5 separate regions of the Mus musculus genome follow, and regions 2, 3, 4 and 5 are each linked to region 1. The links are chromatin contacts, called in public promoter capture Hi-C maps. All regions are on one chromosome and are shown on one strand. Each heading gives the region's core, a stretch centred on a gene start, on an enhancer-like site or on the middle of the called end of the contact. The rest is flanking DNA. Distances are from core to core; before and after follow the strand shown.

Region 1 (2,700 bases), core at 178-2,677:
GAAGCCTCTGGCAGAGGAATGCAGCAAGAACAGAGGTGCTTCTCAAGGCTCCAGTTCTACATCAGCTAGGCAGACACCTGTGTATATATAGACAAAGCTTCAAACACCGTCACTTCATCACACCTAATGACTGCCTGTGAGGACAGACTGCATCCTCTATTTCTGGCATTTCCAACAACAAAACTATGTGCCTTGATGCCCAGCCTAGAATCTGAACCTATTTTCTAACACTTATCTGATTTTTGTTTTCAAGAAAGGTCAGATAAATGAGAAAAATATTCTTTTCAGCTTCAATGTTGACCCAGAGCTAAGATTGTTAAGGACTTTCTACCCATTATTCTTGATCTCTCCCCCTTTCCCTTAAATGATTCAAGTCAGCGAGCCTTTCACATACCCAGGCCTCTGCATCAAGATGGTTAACATTCTTAGACTGAGGCCGTATGGTGTAAACAAAATAAAAACAACAAAACAACAGCGCAGTGATTCCATTCTCTCAACTGTCCCTTTTGCCAGTGATGCAGTCGGCTTGACTGACTCTCTTTACAGCAGCTACCTTCCTGTTAAGTTTTTTTTTTTTTTTTTTAATTTGGAAATAAAAAGAGATCACTGACAATTGTTTTTCAACACAACAGAAAACAACCAACCCACTAGCAAACACTAAAATGGCAGCATTAAACACAGTGCGAACAAGTAGTTATAGACGAATACCTGGGATTGCCAGATTGGAAAGGGGGACGTTGTGGAGGTGAGCGGGGAGCGAGGCCATCCAGTCGGCATTGCAGACCTCCGAGGCTGTCTTTGTCCCGCTGGGATTGGGAGAGCAGATGGTACCCATCCTGAGTTTCCTTCTGGCCTTTCTAAATGCAAGCATCCCTGTCGTCCACGATTTAGACAGGCTCAGTCTAGTGCCACTCACTCTGTGGTCATCACCGCTCGGGGCTCTCTAAACATTTCAGAGCACATGGGTCACGCCAGTCTTTTCAAGATCCTTTTCTAGCTGGGAGATGGGTCAAATAGGTGCTCCCCTGCCTGCTGCTCCCGCAGTCCCCACCCTCTTCGCCTTGCCACTGAGATCCACTCCTTTAATCTCCTCAGTCCCTGGTCAGTTAAACTTCTTAGTTCCCCTCTGGAGACGGGGGAGGCAGGCCCGAAGATACAAACCTTCCTGAAACCCACAACATCCAGGAACAGCCACACCCGGAGCTACTCACACGACAGGTGCCCACAGGGCATAGAGACGTGCCAGCGGGCTGCACACACGTGCGCACCCGGGTTGCACCATCTCTTGTTCATGGGTGCTTCCGTGGGTTTCCCCGGGCTGGTACACAGGCTGGGCCTGCCTGCACCCCCGCCCCCTGGCTTCTCTGCCCACTGCCCTGTGCTTTTCTGAAGGGCTCTCAGAAGAGTAACCGGCAGCCCCGGGACTCTGGCGGCCCCGCCCCGCACTGCCGGGCAGATTTGCCAGACTAGGCGAGCTGTGATTGGTCGTTGGCGGGATTCTCTCTGATTGGACAACGCTCTGAGGGCCCGCCCCTACATCGCGCTCCCACGCCTCCCCTGCTTCTTAGCTCCTCCCCTCTCCACTCCAGCGGGGTAGCGAGTGGACAGGTCGGGCTGCGGCCTGCTGCTCCGGAAGGGGAGATGTGCACCGTGGCCGGCTGTCCTCAGATTGATCTTTTTCTTGTAGATCTCTGACGCGACCTCAAAGGTTTCTCCTCTCTCCCTCGGCCTTACTCTCACTGCGGTGAAAATTACCCAGAAACGCGCTACTTTTTTTTTTTTTTTTTTTCAAACCACCGTAGCAGCAGAAACAGGAGAGCTAGAGAGGCCAGAGAAAGGTGCTGCTGCGGCTCCTATTTAGATGGCAGCATCAAAGCAGGTTTGTGTTTGAAACAATGCAAACTGACAGTTCTCCTGCACAGTCCGCTGAAACTGGCCAGTGCCATTATTTCCGTTTCACAGAGGAGGAGATAATGGTGCTTTGGGTTCCTGTTGCTGTTGTTTGAAACCTTTTGAATTATTTGTCTCACCTGCTCCTCACAGCATTACCACAAGACTCAGAGTTGCTGATACACTTCCTCGAATGGATGAAACAGCCTGAGGCAGGTCACGTGGTGGCAGTCTGTGCAAAGTTCATTTTGAAATGAGGTTCCCTAACTCGGTCTGTAGAACACAGACCCACTTCTCTGCTTCCTGAACTGTTCCCACTTCAAATAGTATTCAAATGTAGTACAGAGTTTTATAATCCGATATTGTTAGTTAAAATTTGTAGTTAGATTTATATATTTCTTGTATGCGTTTTTCTGTGAGAACATGCATGTGTGCAGTTCAGAGGACAGATTACTCCAGTTCTCTCCTTCCTTGAGACCGTCCCCGGGGCTCAGATCGTCAAGTTTGGCAGTAAGCACCTTTACTCACTGAGCCACCTCCAAGATCTGACCTGCATACTTTGCAAAAAATAAAAATAAAATAAAATAAATAATAAAAAAATACTATTTTGGCAAACAGATAATTTTATTTAAAAAATTTTAAATTAAGGTAGCCTTTTATAGCAAGAAGGACCCTAGAGACTCAGGAGGGCCTTAGGGGAAAAGAGAACAGTGGCCAGAACTCTTAAAACTCCTGGAGTTTATGTATAAAACCCTAGGGCAGCTGTCGTTTAATCACCAGATGACCTCCATTTTACCCCTGTATCCCAGG
Region 2 (2,700 bases), core at 96-2,595, 2.1 Mb before region 1:
TTTGTTCCTATGGATGAGAATGCAGTTCTCAGCTACTGCTCAGGCGTCTGCCTGCATGCCAACATGCTTCCTGCTGTGATGATAATGGACTAAACCTCTAAAACTGTAAGCAAGCCCTCAATCAAACGTTTTCTTTTATAACAGTTGCTTTGGTCATGGTGTCTCTTCACAGCAACAGAACAGTGACTAAGACAGTTACCAGTAGTAACTGGCAGAGTTGTTACTGGAATTATAGATGTATTAGTTTTAGAGGCTATAATATAGGCTAGTGGCTTAAAAGAAACTGAAATTTGTCAAATACAATGTTTCCATATTAACTGTGATAGTTCCCATTTTGCTACAGTGTAATTGTTCTTTTCCCATCTTGCCCCTCTACCTCTAAGCCATCTTCTCCAAATTGACAGCCTTTCTCCAGACTCATCCAAACATTTAAACACACTTGTTCTCCAAAAATGGACACACACTGTATTATATGCACTTCTCTGAACTCTGCTTTTCATTCAGGAAAAAATAGGCACACCTTCCAAAAAATCGCCATGAAACTAACTCTTCCAAAAGAACTAACTACCATTGAGACAGCGGAAAGTCTGAACGTAACACAGCCCATTCAACAATGTTCTTACTGGTTCACACTCAAGTTAGAGGGCAGGTGCTAGGTCTATGGGGCACAGCTTTCCTTATCATATTTCCACCAGTTTATAGTTTGGTTTAGATTCCCTGGCAGAATGTTTTACACACGTTGCTTTTTCAATCATTACAATACTCCCAGGGTTTAGGTACAATCCCATTTTGCCAGTAAGTAAGCTGAATTGCCAACAAGTGGCCGGGTCCAAAGCTCCAGTTCTGAATTTCTGCCCTGCCTTGAAAGCACACACGCCTTCAGTGGGCTGTTCATGACAACATCCAGGCATGGCTATTTAGATTCAATTTTCCCTTAGTTCCATTAGCCATCCCAGGAGCCCTAGACTTTCCTATTCGTATAGCTTCCCAAGTAACTGCTAAACTCAGAAAAACTTGCAGCTGAGAAGCTCATTCTCTGGCAGAGGCCAGGAGAACGGAGGTCCTTTTCTTTCTGAACTGTAACTGGCAATCACACTGGGAGACTCGGAGCTGGCAAAAGCCTAGACCAACAAGAAACCAAGTAATGACGAGGTGGGAACAAGACTGCAACGCAATAAAAAAAAAAAAAAAGTGGGCGCTATTCACCCTCCCTCAACAAGGAAAAGGAACACTCACCGGTTGATAACACAACTCCGCACCCTCAGGACCCTTAAACTCTTCGCAAGAGATAACACGTGTTCCGACTCGTAGAACCCTTGGCCCACTAAACCACGGTCTCCGCCGCAGAGCCAATCCGGAATTTCTGCGTCATCACCAAGCGCCAGAATTACGCAAAGGCCCTGCTAAAGAAGCCCAGTGACCTCCGCCGATGCCATAGTAACAGCGTGAAAGCAAGCTTCCCGCGCAACGCCTCCTGGGAGTAGTAGTTCCGGAATGTCTGACCCCTGTCTAGCTGCTAGGTGGCAGAACTACAACTCCCAGAACCACCTGAAAGCAGTCTGGGAGGAGGCGCAGTTGTCTCTGTTGTGGCCGAAGTCTAGGCCCGAGAGTGCAAAACGTGCTGCTGGCGCCCCAGGGAGGGTCCGCCTCAAAGAAGAAGATGGAGCTGAGTCGCTGGAAACGGTTATCAAGGAAGCTGAATCTCAAGGTGATCCCAGTCGGGAGCTTTGAGGAACATGGGCCGGCCCTAGGCGCCACACAGTCCTGAAGCCAGCCGCTTCCCGCCCTGCGCTTCCTCACTCTTCCCCCGGGGGCATCCTTACCTGGCCTTGGCTACCCTAGAGCCTGCACAGCCCTAGGTAGCGTGATTTAAGGAGCCAAAGGGTCTGTGTACTCACTACTGTGATGGGCTGCATCCTGTAAGGATTATTTCTATCTATGGAGAGGTCTCCTAGTGTCCATCATGGTGAGGGGAATTTGCCCCTAATCCTTACTCTGCCACCAATTTTAGGAAACTTTCCGCACATTTTCTTCTGCCCCCTTCAAATCTGAGTTAAGGGGTCTTTAAAAGGAAAAAAAAAATCATCACACGAAATTCTCTGACGTTATCCCTTATATCTTTCCCTTTCCAGTTTTACACAAGGTATCTAAAATGAACCCAGAAGTCCAGATGGTTGTATCTCAATACTTTATCCATATGGTTATCTCTAAATTTCACGAGCATTCAAAGTTAGAGCCTCCCTGTATCTCTTACCTCTTCTGTGTATTAGCACCTAAAGGCATCAGGAGGTTGAGGAAGAATTGGGGTGGGGGTGGGGGGTAATTAAAAATAAAAGAGACACCATTTAAAACTTGGAACATTACAAAAGTCACAGCCATGCAAAGTCACAGCCACACCAAGTGTGCCTTCCAGAATACCTCTTAACAGTCACAAAAATAGATGCTTTAAATGTAAAGGAGAGTATTGAAATGGAGGGGCTTCAGCTTTCAGCAGCAGAGCAGTTTCACCAGCTGCTCTTACCTTTCAGTTTTACTTTCCTGTAAAAAGAAAAAAAAATCCTCTTAGACGAGTGGCTTTTGTGGGGGCCCCAGGTAATCATTCTTGTGGGTTATCCTAAATATAGCAGCTGTGTGCACAGGGCACATTCCGCTTAGTGAAAACCATGCTCCAGATACCAGAGGGCACAGGCCAGAGCATTA
Region 3 (2,700 bases), core at 165-2,664, 3.0 Mb after region 1:
CAATGGAAGAGATCATTTTTTTTTTTCTTTCTAGCACTTTGGCTTTGTAATAAAGGCTACTATTTCTGAAGCTCAATAAGAATTTACTGAATAAACTATCGTGTAAAATAGTCTACTCTTAGGTTTCACTTCATGAAAAGCCTAAAGCAGTAAAATGCAGAGACACAAAGAGAAAGGTGCAAAAATACTTGTCAGCAAACTGGCTGCTCTTCGTTTTAGTGATGACGCATTCCTCGTTTATGTAGTGAATTCCAACAGTACTTTCCTATTTGGACTATTATTAGATGGTTGCTTCTCCGCAGGCACCACGTCCTCATCTTTGTTCTGAGTGACAGTCAATCCCTAGCCCCGTTATACATGTTTGTTTAAAATGGAATGAATGAATGCATGAATGAATGCACTAGCTACAAACTCTCATGTGACTATCTCAACGGCACAATCTTTTTCCAGCCATCAGTTAGCTTTACTTTTATTTTCTTTTAATATGAACATAAATGACGTCTTTAAAAGGTACCAATACAAACGAGAAAAAAACAAAAAACAAAAAGGAACGTTCCCTGAATTCCCACAATTTCAGAAGAACTTAGTCAAATGGGCATTTACTCGATCCCACAACCTAGCTTAAGCTCCTGAACCAGTTGCTGACTCACTTCGTTATTAGATCCGTGCACATCATTACCTCCGATTAAAATAATAATAATAATAAAATTCTCAACGGTGCCTTTCTTTCTTTTTTTTTTTTTTTTTTTTTTTTTTTGACGCCACAGAAATGTGCAAAATAATCACGCCAGACAAGAACAGGCCCCTCAGCCTACAGACATCAAAGCTGACAAGAACGCGTCCGGGAGCGACTCCGGGATGCTCTCTCTCTATGGGGGGTTCTGACAAATCCTACCGTAAAGTTCCGGCTGCCTCATCACGGAACCCCGACCGCCACAGGTCTTAGCCTGCGCGAGTCGCCTGCGGCCACCAGGGACCAGGGCCGCAGAACCTGAGGCCCCTCTCCCGCCGCCTCCAAACCTACGCCCCCACCCCCAGCTTCGGCGGCTCCGAGTTCCTCACCGTGTCTAGACTAGGGGGGAGCGGCCGTGTCTCGGGCAGAGGCTGAGGCACGCACGGAAAGCCGAGCCCGCCGCGCCCAGGCCGAGGAAGGCCCGGGGACCGAGCCCGCGCGGCACGGAGACCCCCGTTCGCCCCAGAAGCCCTCCACAGAATGAGCCCGCACGAGCTCGTCTCGCGAGATTCCCGCGTGTTCGCGGACCTCCAGCCGAAACCTCGCGGCCTCTCCGCCAAAGGGGGACTGCGGCGGGGGTGGGAGGGGATGGCTCCCTGCCACCTTCCCGCAACCCCAGCGCCTGGAACCCAGGCCCACCCTGCCAATCACCGACTGCAGTCCCACCCGCTGCTCCCAGACTTCCGGAGTCCGACCGGAACAGGAAGCTGCCAGGCGCAAGAGGGGTGGGGCTTAAAAAAAATCAAAAAATGCGCGGCGACCGCTGAAGACAGAGGGTGGCTGGTGTCGGTGGTCGCTGACAGGCCGGCTCGTCGGCATGGATTCCACCGCCTGCTTGAAGTCCCTGCTCCTGAGCATCAGTCAGTACAAGGCCGTTAAGTCGGAGGCGAACGCCACTCAGCTGCTGAGGCACTTGGAGGTAAGGAGGTTCGGGGTGCGAGTGGGTGTCCCCTCCTTCGGTCCCCTCCTGTTTTCTTGTGGGGCCGGAAGATGGAGGTCTCGCCCTGGGCAGACCTGCAGCTGCTTCGCTGTCCTTGCACTGGCGACAGCGACTGGGTGTGCGCAACGAGTGGGTGCCAGGAGGGGATTGTGTACGGACCCAAACCAGGAGGCTTTGGGGTGTATGCGAGCGCAGTGTGTGTGTGTGTGTGTGTGTGTGTGTGTGTGTGTGTGTGTACGGACCCAAACCAGGAGGCTTTGGGGTGTATGCGAGCGCACTGTGTGTGTGTGTGTGTGTGTGTGTGTGTGTTCCGGATCTTTTTTTAAGGTGCTGTATTAGTCAGGGTTCTCTAGAGTCACAGAACTTATGGAGTATCCCTTTATATTAAGTGGATTTATTGTAAGGACTTAAAGTTTCGCTCCTACTAACCCAACAAGTGGGGAAGCTAGCTGTGACTGGGAAGTCCAGGAATCTAGTAGTTGCTCACTCCCTCAACACTAGTTGTTTTCGCTGGTCATCTGTGTAAGCGGGAATCCTGAAGAAGTAGGTTCCAACTGGAAAGTCAGTGTAAGCAGGCAAAGAAGAGTGAGAATTCCCTCTTCCATTGTCCTTATGTAGTCCTCCAGTAGGAGGTAGAGCCCAGATTAAAGGTATGAATCACCACACCTGGATTTGGAACTTGCAATCCCAGCTGGCCTTGAACTCAGGAGACTTGTCTCATTCCCCTGGGATTAAAGGTATGTACTACCTTGCCTGGGCCTACGCTTTTCATGGCCACTATGCCTCGAGATCTGGATCAAAAGCACATCGCCCCATGTCTGAAGCCTGTGTCTTCCAGCCTCAAGATCTGGGCAGATGTGCCCTCCATTTCTGGATTTAGTTCATTCCAGATGTAGCCTTAGTTGACAACTGGAATAGATATCACAAGTGCCTATTTTCTATGTCTGTTTTGTTTTCTTTGTTGAATATTGAGTGGCTTCATTCACCGAAGATAATCAGGGCAATTCATTCAGGTTGTATGTATAAA
Region 4 (2,700 bases), core at 11-2,510, 2.3 Mb after region 1:
TTGGCAGAAAAAAAAAAAAAAAAAAAAGGGCTGGTGAGATGGCTCAGTGGGTAAGAGCACCCGACTGCTCTTCCAAAGGTCCAGAGTTCAAATCCCAGCAACCACATGGTGGCTCACAACCATCCATAACGAGATCTGACTCCCCCTTCTGGAGTGTCTGAAGACAGCTACAATGTACTTCCATATAATAAATAAATAAATCTTTAAAAAAAAAAAAAAAAACAGTTGGCAGATAGAAAGTTACAGTTTTGAACCAGGCTCGGTGGCCTGAATTCCAGCCCTGGGGAAGCTAGAAGATCAGAAATTCAAGCCCTGGCCAGGTGTGGTGGGGTACACCTTGAATCCTAGCAGTCAGGAGGATGAGACAGGAAGACCTCAGTATGCTGCAGGTCCGTGGAGACTTCAAAAAAGGAGGGTTGGATGGGGAAGAATTAAAAGAGTTGTAATTTTATGGGCTGGGATTGTAGCTCAGTGGTAGATTGATTGGTGCACAGAAACAAAGCCCAGGGTGAGCCCTGAAACCACCAAAACAATGCAACCCCCACCCCCTGCCATCTCATGGAAAAGGATTTCTGGAGCAACTGGGTTGTTTTCATTCCTGTTCAGGATGCTAATTCCATTAGATAAATTTGCAGTCTTTTCAGAATTCTCTAGGAACTTCACTTTCCCTTAGCAATATTTAGGTTCTTTCTTTCTTTCTTTCTTTCTTTCTTTCTTTCTTTCTTTCTTTCTTTCTTTCTTTCTTTCTTTCTTTCTTTCTTTCTTCCTTCCTTCCTTCCTTCCTTCCTTCCCTTTTTTTTTTTTTTTTCTTTTTTCTAAGATAGAGTCTCACTATGTAGACTAGGCTGACCAGGAGCTCAGAGAGATCCACCTGCCTCTGCATCTCTAATGCTGGGATTAAAGGTGTGTGCTGCCACGCCCAGCAATAATTACAGTTTTAAATATCCCAGATCTACAGTTGCCAGGAGCAGGGGGTAGCAGCTCACACCTCTAAATCGCAGTATTCCGGAGGTTGAGACAGTACAATATACAAAGCGCATTTCTGGCCAGGCAAAGAAATGATAAACTCTGCCTCAAAAACAAAACAAAACAAAACAAACAAAAAAAAATTCGAGGAAACAAGCCTAATAATTAAACCACACAAAAGGGGATTTTATTAAAATCAGCCACAAAAGGAGATTTTAGCATCACAATTTTGTTGAGGGTGGGACCAGAAGGGGAGGGGAACGGAAGAGGGCCTCAAGACAACAGGAAGTAGGAGGAGATTTTGAAAAGCCGGCTGAGGTCAGAGGTCTTTTGGAAGCTGGGAGAACTTTCTTTCGGAGGATTCATCTATTCTCAAGATGGAGACTGCTGGAGACAAGAAGGTGAGAACTGTTTTTACAATTTGGCTTTCCAAATGAGGGCCCCTCATTTTTGAGTATAGCCAGCCATTGTTTGGAGAAGAGAAGAATGAGCGTTACAATTTGTTACAACCTTAATTGTTTTTTTAAAAAAAATTATTATTTAAAGGCAGGTGTGTGGCTTGGCGGGCCCGCTCGAAGTGGCCTTGCGCGAGACCCTGGGGCCCGGGTGTAGATGTGTTAGGAGAGGAGGGTGTGTTTTGGAAGGAATGCTTTGTTAGGAAGGAATTTAGAATCCCGTAGCTGGTCCCGGGATAAAACAGGGTATAAACTGAGGCTTTGGGTAGCCTCGGAAGGAGTCCCCAGTTAACCTGAGAGGACCCGAGGGCTTAACCCAAAAGTGCCTGCTACAGGGCTTCCAGGCCCCTTAATTTATCCATAGGCCCTCAGAATCTATGAATTTTGACATGGCAGACCTGCTGGTTCCTAACTGTAGTAGCCAGGATAGGATGCTGAGCACTTTCCTGGACTCCTCCCCAAGAAACCGCCAGCCATTTTCATCTTTCTTTATTGTAAGAATTTTGTTAAGTCCTAAAGTGAATCCTTTATAAAGAGGTTGTGCAAAAGTAAATCTTAGTCCTTGGGAAGCCGGTCCCTATTGTGATGGGAGAGAACTGAGGTGTCAAGTAACAGGAAATGCTAAATTGTCACTTCCACAATTGCGGGGGTGGAGGAGGGGGGGGGTGGAAAAGACCTAGGTTTTGGAGCTAAGTGACCTGGTGGTTTTACTTATTTATTTAGTGAGTTATTGTTTTGTTTCTCTGTAGTCCTGGGTACCCGGGACTCGCTCTGTAAACCAGGTTGGTTTGCCTCCCGGGTGCCACCCTCTCTTTTCTTTCTGAAACAAGGTTTCTCTGTAGCCCTGGCTGTCCTGTAACTCACTCTTGTAGACCAGGCTAGCCAGGAACTGAAGAGATTCGCCTTCCTCTGCCTCCCGAGTGCTGGGATAAAGGCATGTGCCATGACCACCTGGCTTTAATAAGCTTTTAACTTTTGGCCCTCCATGTTGAAAATACAGTAGTGGTTCTGAAGTTATATAAAGATTAAATGAGGCAAGGAGTGTGTTTAGTCGTGTATATGCTGGAAGAGGCTTAATATTTGTTAGGTTTTTTTTTTTTTTTTTTGGTGTGTGTGTGTGTGTGTGTTTCTTTCTGTGCTTAGGGATTTTTTTGTTGTCGTTGTTGTTGTTCCCTTAATTAAACTGAATATTTATTATCCATCCTCAGCAATAAAAGGGAGAGGGACCCCATTCTTATGGAGTTTAAAATCAGATGGAATTAATTGACACATGGAAATG
Region 5 (2,700 bases), core at 151-2,650, 2.5 Mb after region 1:
GAAGTTACCTCTTGCGGTTGACATTTCTCTTAGGTATAATCTACAACCTAACACTCAGTAAGTCTGTTCCAAGTTCAGAATTTACACTAGTTGAAAAATCTTCATGGAGCCTTTTGTGTGCATAATATAGACTTCGTTAATGTCACGTATAACAACTCATCTGTTTTATGGGAACACAATTTTGGTTGTCATATATAACTATTTTATATATAACATATAACACCTCTGAGGCACTATAAAAAGACTTAGCTTAATGTTGTACCTGGAATTCAGAGCCCAAGACCTAGCCATAGACTATATAAGGTACCTTAGCCTATTTTTCTTTTGCTATACTAGAATACATACAGATGGGTTATTTATTGAGACTAGGATTACTTAACTCATGATTTGGAAGCTGAGCAATCTAAGACCATGGGCTTATATCTGATAAAGGTCTTCTTTCTGTTGGAATCTTTCTACTGTGCCCCAAACCATCTGATGACACCCCAATCAGACAAAGCTGAGAGGACCACACAGTGAGAGAGACAGAGACAAAAGTATTTTTATAAAAGACCTGCACAGGAGATAACCACTAACCTATTAAGCCATTAGTGTATGAATATATGAATGGATTTAATGACATAGTTTTCTCTTATAGTTCCCATGGGGTTGTCACCAGTGGACTTTAAGTTTTAACATGGATTTTTGTGGGACATTCATACTATACCACAAGAATAGCTCAGTTGACGGCTTGGATGGGAGTCTGTTGTCTGGGTTCCTTTGTGCCTATACACAGGAGTTAGCTTTCTCAGATAGTGTTCTATTCCCAAACACCTATGAGTATGTCCCCCTTTCTTGTGATTCTCTTCCTACATAACCTCTGCCAGCTATGTCTACCAAGCTGTGACTTCCAAACTTCATAGAGGGAAGGAATCTGAGGGATTCATGCTCCTAAACTCCAACCCCCAGGGATCTGAATCTGAAGATAAGGGCAAGACTTGGCTGTGGTGGCTTGCTCTCACTGTCCTTCCCTGTTCTATTATTACTATTATTATTATTATTATTATTATTTATTGTGCGACCACTATGTCAGTCCACATGCATCTAAGGTGTACATGGAACAGCCCCAGAAATAGAAGAATATGGACAGGTCAGGTAAAGACAACTGCACAGATGGCACAGCAGACCGTGGAAACCAAATTGCAGGCAGACTTCTAAGAATTCTCAAGTCTAAGCAGAGAAAAGGACACTGATTCTAATCTGCTTCTCCTACACCATATTCCCCAGACTCTGCAAGCAGCAGGTTCAGCCTTAAAGTAGCCTTTTCTTTACGTCTGCTTGTCACGTGCCTCTGAGTGGGGAGGGCTGGAGATGGGGAGAGTGGCTTGCTTCAGTTTCTTCTTATCAGAGCTAATTAAATAGAAAATGAAAAAGGAAACCACACAGTGATAGAGATACGAACTCCCCTGGCAAAGCACACAGAGGCAGAAAGGATGTTTGTGTAGAAATGAGACAAGAAAAGCCCTTGAAGAATTTATGCAAAGAGGGTCCTTACAGAGGGAGAGTTGCAGACAGTCCTTTGTCTTCTAAAGATATCCTGACTACAGGGTGTTTCTTTGTCAGCCCCTCAAGTGCACAGCTTTATTTACAATTGGATAGCATCAACACTGAAGATGATCTTCCATGAAAAGACCTCACCACAGGAGGAATGCTCTGCTGCTTGTTCTAAACTAGGCAAGAGAAGCTGTGAATGATCCTTCATTCACACAAGAACCAGTTATTTAATGGATGAGGTCACTAACTGCATGGAATTTACAACCTGATGGAGAGAAAATTACAGAGGTATAGACAGTCACAGGGACAGGAAGTAAAGAAGGAGGGACTCACACAGGCTCTAGCACTCTGGAGGTGGGGAAGTACTTCAACAGAAGTGAGATTTCAAGGGTGCATCCAGAGAGGTCTAAAAGAACTAGTCAAGAGTAAACAAGAGTGACATCCCGTGGTTGGGAGATGAGATGGTGTGAGCCATATTTGAGAACTGAGAGTAGTTGGCTTATCCAAGCTGGAAAGAGATGAGGCTACAACATTAATTTGCCTAGAACAAGACCGTTTGCATTGTGTATTTAGCCCTGTTTTCTTTATACCTCAGACTTCAGAAATTAGAGCTAGTTCTGTAATGTTTGTCACAAACAGGAACTTGAGAAAAGACAGGAGTAGAGAAGAAGTAAACCTGCATCAATCCTCAGAAGAGCTGACTCATCAGCTTGACCAATGGCTAGCTTCTGGTAGTTCCCAATACCAATAGAAACCTTTCATTTAACTGAAAACTTGAGTCACTACATCTAGATTATGCAAAGAGCAGGACTGCAACTGGTCAGTTTTAATTGCCAACTTGTCACACACTACAGTCACCTAGGAAATGAGTTTTAATTAGAAATTATATCTGGCTGGCCTATGTACATGGTATGGCATATGTACATGTGGTGGACAGGCTTGATTGTTAGTTGATAGAGGAAGGCTGGGCTCATTGTGGGCAGCACTATCCCCTAGGCAGAGAGTCCTGAAGTCTATGAGAAAGGAAGAAGCAAGATGAGAGGAAGTAGGCAAGGATTCCCATGTTATATTCTCACTCGGATCTTGACAGTGGATGTGAAGCTTTAAGTCCCTGCCATGACTTCTTGGAAGCAATAAACTGACCTGAGACTATAAGCCAAACACTCC

What was found. Promoter capture Hi-C pulls out the DNA fragments that hold promoters and counts their contacts.
Region 2: a contact with region 1 is called in a promoter capture Hi-C map of pre-B cells, with 3 times the contacts expected there. The contact joins the promoter of Qtrt2 here to the promoter of Plcxd2 in region 1. A contact is called at or near these places in 3 of 39 promoter capture datasets (the 3T3-L1 cell line, liver and pre-B cells) and 1 of 9 other capture datasets (liver).
Region 3: a contact with region 1 is called in a promoter capture Hi-C map of pre-B cells, with 6 times the contacts expected there. The contact joins the promoter of Dzip3 here to the promoter of Plcxd2 in region 1. A contact is called at or near these places in 10 of 39 promoter capture datasets (the 3T3-L1 cell line, 3T3-L1-derived adipocytes, cranial neural crest and 5 more), 2 of 484 Hi-C or Micro-C datasets (CD4 T cells and CD8 T cells), 7 of 115 datasets of contacts at active chromatin or transcription factors (astrocytes, cardiomyocytes, double positive thymocytes and 4 more) and 1 of 9 other capture datasets (liver).
Region 4: a contact with region 1 is called in a promoter capture Hi-C map of stem cell-derived epiblast-like cells, with 3 times the contacts expected there. The contact joins the promoter of Dppa4 here to the promoter of Plcxd2 in region 1. A contact is called at or near these places in 5 of 39 promoter capture datasets (the C10 cell line, cranial neural crest, hippocampal neurons and 2 more).
Region 5: a promoter capture Hi-C map of stem cell-derived epiblast-like cells shows a contact between it and region 1, with 4 times the contacts expected there. The contact joins the enhancer-like site here to the promoter of Plcxd2 in region 1. A contact is called at or near these places in 6 of 39 promoter capture datasets (the C10 cell line, cranial neural crest, embryonic stem cells and 3 more).

The regions. Positions count from the first base shown.
Region 1 is chr16:46,008,986-46,011,685 of GRCm38.p6, forward strand. It overlaps Plcxd2 (phosphatidylinositol-specific phospholipase C, X domain containing 2), which reads right to left and starts at 1,428. Exons shown (of 4, transcript NM_001134480.1): 1 at 709-1,428. The coding sequence starts at 871.
Region 2 is chr16:43,888,331-43,891,030 of GRCm38.p6, forward strand. Qtrt2 (queuine tRNA-ribosyltransferase accessory subunit 2) reads right to left here and starts at 1,346. Exons shown (of 9, transcript NM_001356329.1): 1 at 1,237-1,346. Ccdc191 (coiled-coil domain containing 191) reads left to right here and starts at 1,572. Exons shown (of 16, transcript NM_027801.1): 1 at 1,572-1,708. The coding sequence starts at 1,661.
Region 3 is chr16:48,992,728-48,995,427 of GRCm38.p6, forward strand. Dzip3 (DAZ interacting protein 3, zinc finger) reads right to left here and starts at 1,415. Exons shown (of 32, transcript NM_001110017.2): 1 at 1,063-1,415. It overlaps Cip2a (cell proliferation regulating inhibitor of protein phosphatase 2A), which reads left to right and starts at 1,461. Exons shown (of 21, transcript NM_172616.2): 1 at 1,461-1,652. The coding sequence starts at 1,551.
Region 4 is chr16:48,282,475-48,285,174 of GRCm38.p6, forward strand. Dppa4 (developmental pluripotency associated 4) reads left to right here and starts at 1,261. Exons shown (of 7, transcript NM_028610.2): 1 at 1,261-1,367. The coding sequence starts at 1,344.
Region 5 is chr16:48,473,726-48,476,425 of GRCm38.p6, forward strand. All of the region lies in intron 8 of Morc1 (microrchidia 1), which reads left to right. Among named protein-coding and RNA genes, the nearest start is that of Morc1, 44 kb to the left of the region's middle. Within about 2 kb of position 1,401, at least 8 of the 459 cell types and tissues checked have an H3K27ac peak or open chromatin away from gene starts, as enhancers often do. A contact at or near this core is called in embryonic stem cells and stem cell-derived epiblast-like cells, where this site is marked.